Linked DNA regions of Rattus norvegicus: region 2 is linked to region 1. A link is a contact called in public Hi-C data. All regions are on one chromosome and are shown on one strand. Each heading gives the region's core, a stretch centred on a gene start, on an enhancer-like site or on the middle of the called end of the contact. The rest is flanking DNA. Distances are from core to core; before and after follow the strand shown. Region 1 holds the start of Atg16l2 (autophagy related 16-like 2). Region 2 overlaps Arap1 (ArfGAP with RhoGAP domain, ankyrin repeat and PH domain 1).

Region 1 (6,011 bases), core at 2,558-5,057:
TTCTCCAGTACTGAGGACGTCTTCTTCAGGTCTACCCACAAGTTCCTCTGCGTATTCAAAACTCTCTTCTTGGCTGACCTTTTCTTCGGTTGGAGGAAGATCGATATTCACTGAGGTACTGACCACCTCAGGGTATGGGATGGGTGCGCACGCTCCTCACCAATAACAGCTTATTTTTTCATGGGTGTGATCAAACTGTAGCAATTCAGACATCTGATCAATGTCCTAAGACCTGGAAAGTCGGGAAGGTGGAAATGCCCTGATGTGTTTCCTGTCTCCTCATCCTTCCACAGAGAGTTGAGTTTCTTTCTTCCTTTCTTTCTTCCTTCCTTTCTTTCTTTCTTTCTTTCTTTCTTTCTTTCTTTCTTCCTTCCTTCCTTCCTTCCTTCCTTCCTTCCGTTCTTTCTTTCTTTCTATGATTTATTTATTTTCCTTCCTTCCTTCCTTTCTATGATTTATTTATTTTATACACGTGGGTACACTGTAGCTGTCTTCAGACACACCAGAAGAGGACATCAGATCTCATTACAGATGGTTGTGAGCCACCATGTGGTTGCTGGGAGTTGAACTCAGGACCTCTGGAAGAGCAGTCAGTGCTCTTGTCCACTGAGCCATCTCTCCAGCCCGAGAGTTGAGTTTCAAAGTGAAGGTCTCATGTCTCTCTTCCACTTTGATCTCCCATGGAGTCTACCTTGAAGTCCATTCAGTGTCTCCACCTTATCCAGTCCCCACATGCTCTGTGTGTGTTTCTGGGAATCTGTCTCAGGGCTTTGGGCAAGTCAGGCTCACATTCTACCTCTGAGCTCTATTCCCCGCCTCAACACCCTACCCTTCAGGGGCTTTGGGAGTCGCACAGACATCTGCCTTCACGAAGCCTAGAGGCCTTCTTCAGGGCTCATTTAAAAAGCTCTGCAGAGCGGCAAGGAGTGTGGCCTGTGTGTAGCTAGGGGAAGGGATGAGTAGGGACAAAGCTTTGCTTTCACTCTCCCTGGTTTTCTCTTGCTTCAGATCAAAGCCAGAGTCTTGTGCGTGCTAGGCAGGTGCTTTGCCCCAGCTCTCCCCACCCCCATCTCTCTCGAACACTCCTTTAAACAACTTCAGAGGTCGACTTACTTGTCAAACACCCTCTTGTCACTCCATCTTATCACACCGCTGCTACTGTACTTCATTGGAACAAATCTGTATTCCTCATATCTATATAGCCTTGACCCAGTGTCTACAGTTCCTCTTCCTCGCCCATTTTATAGCATTAGTCACTATGGAATGATCCTGAAATTTCAAGTTTTTCCCCCTGGAGGGAAGAGACAAGAAGTTTCTGTTCATGCTATCTTGAACAGTCTTCCCTTTTAAGGACTGGTCAGCCCTGGGTGCACACACTATTCTAGGGTGCGGCTGTGGGTATCACCCTAAAGTCATGTCAGAGCCCATTACCCAACAATAGTATTAAGAGCTGTTGACATTTAGAAAGTAAATCATGTGAGCTCCAGCCTCGTAGGTGGAACTGATGCCATTGTGTGAGAGATTTGAGGCCAGACTGTGTGGCATGTTATCCCAGAACTAGGGAGGTGTGGTCAGTATGAGGCCTTTATCGCTGAGGTAAAAAGGTGGGCGAGTCAGGAATAGAGCTCAGTGGTAGAGTACTGGGATTAAAGGCATGTGCCACTACTGCCCATCTTTGAAATAAAAATTTAAGGGTACAGCCCACTACTAGGCTTCCCCATGCCCCAGTGGATGACTCTGCAGCCGTCCACATAGCAGGAGTACTGACTGACTGCGGTGGGCTGAAAGGTTTTTTTTTTAATAAATAAATAAAAATAAAACTTAAGAGCTGGAAGTATGGCACCACATTCTTTGGATCCTCTACCATTCAAAGATGACAAAATTATTTTAAAAATTTGAGTAGCATTTTGTGAGTCCAAAAGGCATTAAGTGTGCTGAGAAGATGGCTCAGCATTTAAGAGCGGATAACGTCTGAGGCCCTCGCTGAGGACGAGTCTGATTCCCAGCATCTGCATTAGCTGGAAGACTATCTGTAACTTTAATTCCAGGGGTTCTGGTGCCTTTAGACTTCATAAGCACCTGCACCCATGCATGCCTGTGTGATGAGTGTGCATGTGTACACGCACACACACACACACATGATTAAAAAGAAATCTTTTAAAATTATTAGAAAATCTTGCCCCGGCGTTGGGGATTTAGCTCAGTGGTAGAGCGCTTGCCTAGGAAGCGCAAGGCCCTGGGTTCGGTCCCCAGCTCCGGAAAAAAGAACCAAAAAAAAAAAAAAAAAAAAAAAAAAAGAAGAAAATCTTGCCCCAACATGACTTCCTACTTAAAGATGCAGCACACTATGTAGGACGGGGGTGGGGTAGGCAGGCTGTCGTCACAGAAGCCCGTGTAGAGCCCAGGACGTGCATGCTCCTGAATATGATGTGTGAGCAGAGCCAGACTCCCAGCAGGAACACTGGGGACAGAACAGTGCAAAGGCAGGCAGTATTCAAGACAGACACATGGGGGACTAAGGTCAGTTCACAGTGTTTCGGGACAGGGTCTTGTAACCCGAGCTAGCTTGGAACTCACTCTGTACCCCACGCTGGCAGCTTCACTGTGGCTTCAAAGTAGAACAGACACACTCTCCCGGGTGTCACTTGCCATCACTGTTTTCTAAGTCCTGGAACAGACCCCCATCAGTATCTCAAGACTTGTAACCTCCAGACAGGCCTGGAGAGCTGTCTTATATTGCCCCCCACCCCCTAAGGATCACCAGGTCTGCCTTCACTAACTGAGGACAGGGCCTGCTGAACCTTCCTCAGTATGTCACGTTGTGAGGCTGTCATACTGAATCTCTCCTGCCATTCTTTACCACAGCCTGTATCTGTAGAGACAACTTCATTACAATTCCCGGTGAGCCCAGATTTCCTGTCAAATGTACTCATAAGATATGTCTGTGCTATCCAACACTGGGTTGCTGGCTACCTCAGAAACCTACTACAATCCTGCTGCAGATAAGGAACCCCTTCTCTCCTCTGAGCCTGGGGTTTTCCAGATAAACGGAGCCCTTTCTTAGAGCCCTAAATTTTGCTACCAACCGTACCTCTAAATCTTGCTCCTCCAAACAACTCTGCTTCCTGTCCAAACAACTCTGAAACGCTGGACCTTGAATCTAGGCCCTCGCGGAGGTTTAGCAAGAACCTTATTGCTGAGCTACTCCCACCACCCGCCTGCATTGGTAATTTTCATATCATCGGACCTGTTCACTTGTTCTTTCCGGGGCTTAAGAGTCCTTTTGTCTCCTCTCCCTCTGGGTAACGGTCTTGACCTTAGTTGATCTCTCATATACTCCCACTCAACAGTCACCATGTGGGTGATCGTGGGGCTCCTCCAGACAGTCTTTTCTGTTAGACTGCTTGTGCCTGGTGCTTGTCCCTGTGCAGCTCAGGGATGGTGGCAGGGTCTTCCCTGCGGGGAACTCAAGTGCGTCCAGCATCCTCAGCTTCTGACGCTGGTCCAGGCTCAGTGAGGTTAAGGAAGACGACTCCGAGGCCCCGCCCTGGACGCGCTCACAGGCGTCAGGGAGGCTGCGATCTCTGCTGCTTAGCCCGGGGACCGAAACTCGCTTCCTTGGGGCTGAAGGTTTTGGTCGGCCGCAGCAGCATCTGCTTTGAGATGTCCAGATCTCCCCGACAAACGCTCTTGGTACAGACCGGGGATTCCCCGCCGCTGCCGCCCTGACGTCATGGAGTCCCCGGGAGGCCCCGCCCCGCATGATCGGGCTGGAGCGGTGCGCGGCCGCTAGGGACTCAGCGGCCATGGCGGGACCCAGCGCCCCCTGCGATCCCTGCGCGCCCGTTGCCGCCTGGAAGCGCCACATCCTGCGACAGCTGCGGCATCGGGACCGCACGCAAAAGGCGCTCTTCTTGGAGCTAGTGCCGGCTTGTGAGTGCGTCCTCGGGGGCTCAGGGATGACTGGCTTTGAGGAGGTGGGGCTCCCTGCTTGGAGAGAGGGCTTGTCCCGCGGCTCGACTTGTGACTCAGGACAGCGGCGCCGGCTCAGTTCCCGAGGGCCTTGCATCCAGGAACCTGTTACGCCCCTCTCCCGGACAGGTCGAGTCGCTGCCTGCAGTTTCCAGCCCAGGTGCCGCTTAGCCTTCAAGACTCAGCTCTGCCTCCCTTGAGTATCCTAGACACAAACAAGCTCTGTCTCGGTGCTGGTTTTGTCGAATGCCCCTTTCAGGCAGTCCCTAGGGCAGGGCCTGGTCAGTCCGTTTGGTCCCAGAGTCCAGTTAAGGAAAGCAGGCGTGTCCAGAGCAGCCATGGTAGCTGAAAGGAAGGAGCGAAAGACTCTGGTACGTTCTGCTCAGGATAGGTTATCCTGTTGTACGTTCGTGGAGCACCTCAGTGTCTAGCGGATCATATCGAAGGGGCCCCAGGTTTCTTTAGGTTGCTTGTCGCACCAGCGGAAGTTAAACTCTCATGTGGTTATTTCTGGGCAGTTTGGCCAGGAGGGGGTGTGGCGCTGCAAGCCGAGGAACACTGAAGTGCATCTGTATCTACTGCCTTTTGGTCAACTGTCACTTTGTGTTTGAGGTTGAAAGTCTAACCATGCTCCCTACTGCTTCCTCACCTGGTGCTAGTTTTGATGCACCCACGCAATTAGACTTGTTTTCCTTGGAACTTTGTAAGGGCTGGCCCTCTCGGGGTTGTATACCTCTACCTCCAGACAGCCTCACCTCTCCAACTGCTCTGGTGGTCAGTGGGACTGTCGGTTTGAGGGAGGGACCATCCCGGAGAACCGTATGGGAGCAGCAACACTGGGGACCTAGAGAGACCCAGGTCTGTGGTTTTGGGTAGTTCAAGTCCTTTAACCTCAGATTTCTTACTTGCAAATGAGGCACCTTGTTTGCCGAGGCTGGGGGTGCTTGCAATGCCTTGGGGTCTATGGTGGAGTTTTGAGGATTAGTCGGGGCCCAGGGACCTCAGTCCTGGTAATAGTGAAGTAAGGGAGATGAGGATCTGGCCGGAGTTTTGCAGCCCCAGTCTGCCTGGAACTGGTTTAAGAAAACAAACAAACAAACAAACAAACAAACAAACAAAAAACCAGGAAGGGATGTGGATGAGGGAGTCCGAGGTCTAACCACCTAACTTAAGACGATTCATTAGATAACTGCTCAAGGACTTTCAATATTGACCTGGGAGAAGCTCTTGGGTGGAAGTGAGAATTACTTCATTGTAAACCTTGAGGCCTCAAAGGGGAAGTGACTTGCTGGATGCCTTACACAGGTGGTTTTGTTTGTTTCAACACGCTCAGTATCCAGACTTTGTCTCTGGCAGAGGTGAATTAATCCCAGCCCCTTGCTTTCCTTCTGTCTCTCTTCAAGTGATACCTAGCTATGTTTGTCCCCAGCATTGGTGGTCTTTCTGTTCTTATCTCCTGGGTGGGCTTATGGGCTGTGAAGAGGCTTTGCCAGACACAGATATCCCCCAGGAAGGGGCAGAGCCCAGCTTCCAGGGGCTTCCCTATACCCAGGACCCCTGGGCTCCTGCAGCCATCCCAACTTGAGGTAACTTATATGTCAGGAGTTTGCTGGCAAGTGCCTGCCTTTGCCACAGGCTCACCCTTTTGCATCCCCAGATAACCATCTCTTAGAGAAGGCTGAACTGCTAGCCAAGTTCTCAGAAAAGCTGAAGTCAGAACCAAAGGATGTCATCTCCACCCCACATCAGGACTCGAGGTGAGTTGTCTGGAAGTCATCGGAGCTGCTTTTTCCTGGCTCTTTGCTGTGCTCAGCCTTGGCATCTCATCAGTCTGTAGCCATGGGGGATGTGAGAGGGGGCAGGAGAAAGTCTCAAGTCTTCCCCCAAGCTGCTTAATATCTTTGCTCCAACTCTTCTCTGTGCATTTGTCTCCTGCCCAGTCCTGTTCTCCTGTTTCCCTCTTCTGAGTCTTGTCCCTCTTCCCCTTCCTTACCCGATACCTTAAAAAAGAGGCTTACAGGGGTTGGGGATTTAGCTCA
Region 2 (6,011 bases), core at 1,810-4,309, 74 kb before region 1:
ATTAGCCCTGTCAGCTGGTCCCCTGAGGCCTCACAGGGTACCAGTCCAGGAAGCCCTGATTCTGGCTAGCCCTTATATGAATCCTCCACCCTAACCTCCTGAAAGAGGCCCAAAGAGGCTGCAAAATAGGCTCCCTGAAGGGACAGTTTCTGCCCCAGCAACAGGTGATCAGTCTTCAGAAAGACCACGGATTGGCTGAGCGGCAAGGCATTCTGGGGCACTGAAGGGAAACCTTGCAAGGTGTGACTCCTGACAGTGGCTGGCCACTCTGGGCAAATACTTCCTTTCCCTCAAATACCTATAGGTATCCGAGTATCAGAGGAGGAAGCTGAGACCCACAGGGAGTTGGAAGGGGCTGTGTGGAGTGGCTCTGGGACCCTTGATCAGAAACAATCCCTCTGTGATCCAGAGAAGCAAGTCCTGAGGGTTTTGTCTCTGACATCTGAAGCTGAGTGGACAGGGCCAGGAGGCAGGATCTGAATGCTGGTTTCCTCTCTGGGGTGGAGTGGCTTTGGGCAAGTTTCCCTGCAGCCAATTCATAGGCATGGGCTGAAATAGTCAATGTTACAGATGCAGAGGTAAAGTGGGGTCTTCAGGATGTGTGTGAGCCTGCCTCTAAAAGCCCTCAGTTTGACCAGGCAGGAAGGAGGGAGCCCCATCTTTCCTTGTTTTCTGGTTTGCTTACAGCTTTTCTGTAGCCTAGAAGACTATCAGCCTCTTGCTTGTCACCATCCCCACAGATGGGATGACAGGAATTAAGGAGAAGGCTTTGGAGTGATGCGCTCAGGGTCCCTGAGCTCTATGGCCAGTCTGAACCTAGGCCTGCTCACATCATCTGAAGACGTCCAAGCTCAGCACCCACAGTGTGAAATCCCCTGGCATCACTGGCCTTTCCTCTCCATGACATGTCAAAGGGGCCTATTAGGTACTGCTTGCCAGGCGTTCAATAGTAAAGGAAACACTGACGAAGATCCCACAGCCCTAGGAGAGCTGACATTCTAATGGTGCCTGGCAGCATATGCACACACATATGTGCACAGTGACTCACACTTGACAGTACACAAACACTAAACGTGCCAATCTGCTTACCCAAACAGCATCTGCACACTATTAACAATGCGAACTGGCACTGCCAGCCCCACAGCAGCAATACGCTCAGGCTTGTGCATATGCCTACTCAGCCCGGGGGACCCGGATATACTGACCTGTCACCCGTACAGATCCCTGTACCTATTAGGACCAAGCATGGCCACCTGTAGAACCAACACAAATATGCACCACCCTGACAGCTGGCCAAATGTGCATATGTGTACCTACACATGTGTACAGACATGCAGACAGGCAAAACACCCATACACATAAAGTAAAAATTAAAAACAAAACAAAACAAAACCAGTGGCTGGAGAGATGGCTCAGAGAGCACTGAGTGCTTTTCCAGAGGTCCTGAGTTCAATTCCTAGTCAAATTCCCAGATGGTTCACAACCATACGATGCCCTCTTCTGGTATGTCTGAAGACAACGACAGTGTACTCATATACATATTTTTTAAAAAACCTAAAGCCTTTGTCTATCCATGAGCTGAGGACCGCAGATGCCTACGACTATCGAGGCCTCATCCCCAGGACAAAGGACGCCAGGCCTGGCACCACTTTGCCCTAAGGAATGGCCCCAAACTGTGCAAATCAAGATGTCTCTTTGCAACCTGTGGCTCCACATCCAGGAGTCAACAAACTGCAGATCCAAAAGTGTGCAGCAAACCCACATCTATCCTGAATACATGAGGCTTCTTTTCCTTGTCCCTATTCCCTGACAAATCCGGTATGGTAGTTATCTACAGACAATTCGCAGTGTATGTGGCACTGTAAGTAATGCCCAGAAGATTTGTAGTACAAGAGATGGGGCTGGAAACACAGACCAGTGGGAAAGAGCTTGCCTAGCATATGCACAGCCCTGAGTTTGATCGACCCTAAAGCACAGAAAAACAAACAAACAAACAAACAAACAAGGCAAAAAAGCATGAAGAATGCATACAGATTTCTTGCAAGTATTACACCATTTTATAATTTGCCCCAACCCCATTCCTACTGAGGGGCCAGATGTCTTATTTAGAGGCCTTGACTCCCCCCATACACTAGCCAAGTACCTGTGTCCGGACTGTAGCTCTGAGAGTGGGCCTTGTATCCTGGGGCCCAGGGCTGTGGGCATGATTTTTATTTACCCTGAAGGTTTCCTGAACAGGTACAAGTGTCAGGAGACCCACAGAGGGCCCAGATAGGTCAGACAGGGCATCAAGGGCAGAGGGCAGAGGGCAGAGGGCAGAGGGCAGAAACCCCATCCTTGTTTTTTTCCTGATTTACTTACACCTTGGTCTATACCCTAAAATCTTATCCCAGGTGAATTCTTCCCCTTGTCCTCTTCTGAAGGCCTCTCCCTTCCCAAAACATCTCCAGAGGGTCAGCCTGGTGAAGTGGAAACTTAAGGGTTTCTTTGGAAAGTCAGTTGTGTCAGATGGTGCTTTGCTGGGGCAAACATGTAAAAGAGTGTTTTCCTGAAGCAGACACAGGTAAAAAGACATTTTGCTAAAACAGACAGGTAAAGGAATCTTTCACTGGAGCGGACACGGGTGAAAGGACGTTCTGCTAAAGCAAGCACGTGAAAGGGTGCGTGATGACGGATTCTTTGCTAACCACAGACACGTATTCTCGTCCACCTTACATAGCATTGTTGAGCTCTATTTGTCACCAAGAAAGACACCAAAAATCTTCTCAGAGGATCCTGTGGCTTCTTGCCGCTTCCACAGACTTGGGACAATTGACCGGGTGATGTCAGCAGATACAGACTGGTGTAGAGTTTTTGAAGATAGACTCATGTGAAGACACACGGTGAGGTAAGACCCGTGGAAGACACGTGACGTTTGGAGTCATAAATAGGAATTATACATAGGGCTCAATGGACAGTGACAGGGGCTTGACTTGCTTTTTACAGTGCTTCTTGTTCTCTGCTTCACTGAGAGGCACAGCCAAGAATTTCCCGTGTCCCTCCTGCTGACTCATGCCGATTCGGCTGAGGCCTGGCTGTCCCTGCTGGGTCAAGCCACCGCTGCCCATTCATGTTTACTATCCTGGCTCTACCAAACTGGACTGCTAATATATTTGTAAAATGTTCACGGGTAGATGGAGCTGCCGCCGGTGATTTCTGTAAACTGGACTGCTGATTCCTAACAACGCACGCAGATGAGATTTGCTCCAGAAAACAATTTCTAAACAGGTCCACTGCTCCTATATACTAATAACCTTTCTTTTCCACTACCTCTGGTATATGGTGGGCTTGAAGGGAGGTTAAAACGTTTAAAAAAACCATCATTAAAATTAAGGTAAAAAAATTAAAACCTACACTCTGGGTTGGGAGAAGGAAGGAGAGAACGGATGTGGGGTGGTATATCCAGGGTATTCCAGCAACTTTGAGTCTGCTTTGGCTCACCCTCATTCTCTCTCTCTCTCTCTCTCTCTCTCTCTCTCTCTCTCTCTCTCGTCTCTCTCTTTGTCTCTGTCTGTCTCTGTCTCTGTGTCTCTCTCTGTCTCTTTCTCTGTCTCTCTCTGTGTCTCTCTCTGTGTGTGTCTCTCTCTGTCTCTGTCTCTCTGTCTCTCTCTGTCTCTGTCTCTCTCTTTGTCTCTGTCTCTCTCTGTCTCTGTCTCTGTGTGTGTCTCTCTGTCTCTTTGTCTCTGTCTCTGTGTATGTCTCTCTCTGTCTCTTTCTCTGTCTGTCTCTCTCTCTGTGTCTCTGTCTCTGTCTCCGTCTTTCTCTGTCTCTCTGTCTCTCTCTGTGTGTCTCTCTCTGTCTCTCTCTCTGTCTCTGTCTCTGTCTTTCTCTCTCTGTCTCTCTGTGTCTCTCTCTGTCTCTGTCTCTCTGTCTCTGTCTCATGCTTGCACTCTCCCCTGCATGCAGGAGAATGGCCATTAGAGGGTGCAATAGCACCAAGAACAATGAATCTATACTGTGGTAACAGGGTCCTGAGGATGCAGGAAAAACATCTTGTGCTTTTTTTCCCCATCAAGTACATCTCATAACTTTAGACCCGGTTTGGCCTAGAAGGTCCCCTGACTCAATGCTACTCTCCCATGGAGAAAACCTCACAGACTTTCCCCGCAAGTGTGTTCCCTGCCCCCACTTCCCATCGCTACCACGTACCTGCATGGACCCAGTTAGCCCTTCCCTCCATGCCCCAAGCTCCAGGATCCCAGCTTGAAATCAGAACACAACCCCCACCTCCCACAGAAGGCTGCAGAGATCAGCAGAATCCCCAACACCATCCAGCAGTGACAAGGACAAGAGACCTGTGACAGCACATCCCTTTAAAAATCCAGCGGAACTTCATTCCCCCAAATATATGACAGCCTGTCTTTAGATGCCTCTCTGGCTGGCACCAGAGCAAACAGCTGAAAGGGAGGAAGAAGTGGAGAGCCTGTAGAAAGAGGGAAAGCTCGGGGAAGCATGGAGGAGACTAGCTAGGGAGAGGAGAAGGGATTATGAAGAGAACAGAGAGTAAGCAGGCTGCAGATCAGACAGGTCCTGGGATTTGTCAAGTGCAGCATTGGGGGTAGGGAGTAGTATGATTGACAGAAGTACTCCCCAACCCCATACCTGAGCCTCCATCCCAGAGCTCCATCTTTCTCCACACCTCATCTTCTAGTGCCAGGGTGCACCCTGGTCTCACGGGTCAGGTGCCCCAACAAACTCACATATCTCCCAAACTTTCTCCCTTCCTGGGCCGCCCTCAGTGATGGCGCCACCTCCCACTTGCTGGTTTAGACACCTGGGGGCCACTGTGGCTCCCCTGCACGGATCCAGGTATCCTTAAGTCCTGGCTATTCTTAGGTCCATCCCTCACCCCACTCTGCCCCAGCCTGGCCCTGCTCTCTTCTCTCTAAACTTTCAACCCTGGCTCTTCCACACTCTAGGACCTCCCACCCACGAGCTGTGACGTCACTCACCTGGTCTGCGGATAGGGGGGCCCGGTTCGAGGAGGTACAGGAGGAAGGCTCGGTTCTACTGAGTGCCTCTTGGCAGGCAGTGGGGGCAGAACAGGATCTGGGGGTGCTGTGGATGGTGGAGTGAAGCAGGCAGGTGGGAGGCAGCTCCTGCGGGGTGGAATGGGTGGAGCAGCAGGCAGACCCTGGTCCTCTCCAGCTGTGGGTGGCGGCTCAGGTGGAGTGACAGGCACAGGTGGTGACCGGAAGATGTGTCGCTTCATCGGCACAGGTCGTGGGGCAGGGCGAGGCACAGGGACCGGCGGGGGTGCATGGGCACGGTGCAGACCAGCCAGGATACGGCGGCGGTGGCCAGGGAGGTTCATGCCCATGTCCACCAGGCTGGCATCGCTGAGGCCTTGGCACTCAGTGGCCCACACCAGTCCATGCTGCTCAAAGAGTGCTGTGTACTGCTCCAGGTGCAGTGCCCGCAGCCACTCCGCTACTGACAGTGCGGCATCATGGCCCTCCGCCATGGCTTCTGGCTGCAGAGGTCCAGGGCTAGGCTCAGATCTGAAACAGAAGGTTGCAGGTAAGAGGTACAGCAACCGGGATCATGGCCAGCAGTGTCCCTCTGCGAGCTTCCACACTATGCCAGTCGGAATCTTGAATGTCATGATCTCAAATGCAGAATTCCAAAAGATTGAAATCTAAAGCCTAAATCCCACAGACTACAATCCTGAGAGACAAAACCTGGAAAGCTGAAAAAAGCTCAAATGCCCAGACCTGCTCAGGCCACGAAGTCAAAGTCTATTTATTCTCTTGCTGTTAGTGGCGTTCATGTTTTGACTCGGGATTTTGCTGTTTCTCTTTGGCTCTGGCCTTGAACTAGCCCTAAACTCACTATGTAGCCCAGGCTAGCCTGAACTTACATCAATCCTCTTCCCTCAGCACCGAGATAGGTATGTGCCACAATGCCCAACCCCAGTTCCATTCTTGTGCATCCACACTGTGCCCACATACCAGGCAAAACTGACTGCTGAG

Evidence for each region. Hi-C and Micro-C count contacts between places; a contact is called where the count stands out from the background.
Region 2: a contact with region 1 is called in a Hi-C map of the A7r5 cell line, with 2.4 times the contacts expected there. The contact joins the enhancer-like site here to the promoter of Atg16l2 in region 1. A contact is called at or near these places in 10 of 12 Hi-C or Micro-C datasets (the A7r5 cell line, the Rat2 cell line, Schwann cells and 5 more).

What each region holds. Positions count from the first base shown.
Region 1 is chr1:165,113,025-165,119,035 of GRCr8, reverse strand. It overlaps Atg16l2 (autophagy related 16-like 2), which reads left to right and starts at 3,807. Exons shown (of 18, transcript NM_001191560.1): 1 at 3,807-3,933; 2 at 5,630-5,729. The coding sequence starts at 3,807.
Region 2 is chr1:165,185,794-165,191,804 of GRCr8, reverse strand. Arap1 (ArfGAP with RhoGAP domain, ankyrin repeat and PH domain 1) reads right to left here. Exons shown (of 35, transcript NM_001427363.1): 3 at 4,992-5,540. The coding sequence starts at 5,503. Among named protein-coding and RNA genes, the nearest start is that of Arap1, 28 kb to the right of the region's middle. Within about 2 kb of position 3,059, at least 7 of the 93 cell types and tissues checked have an H3K27ac peak or open chromatin away from gene starts, as enhancers often do. A contact at or near this core is called in the A7r5 cell line and liver, where this site is marked.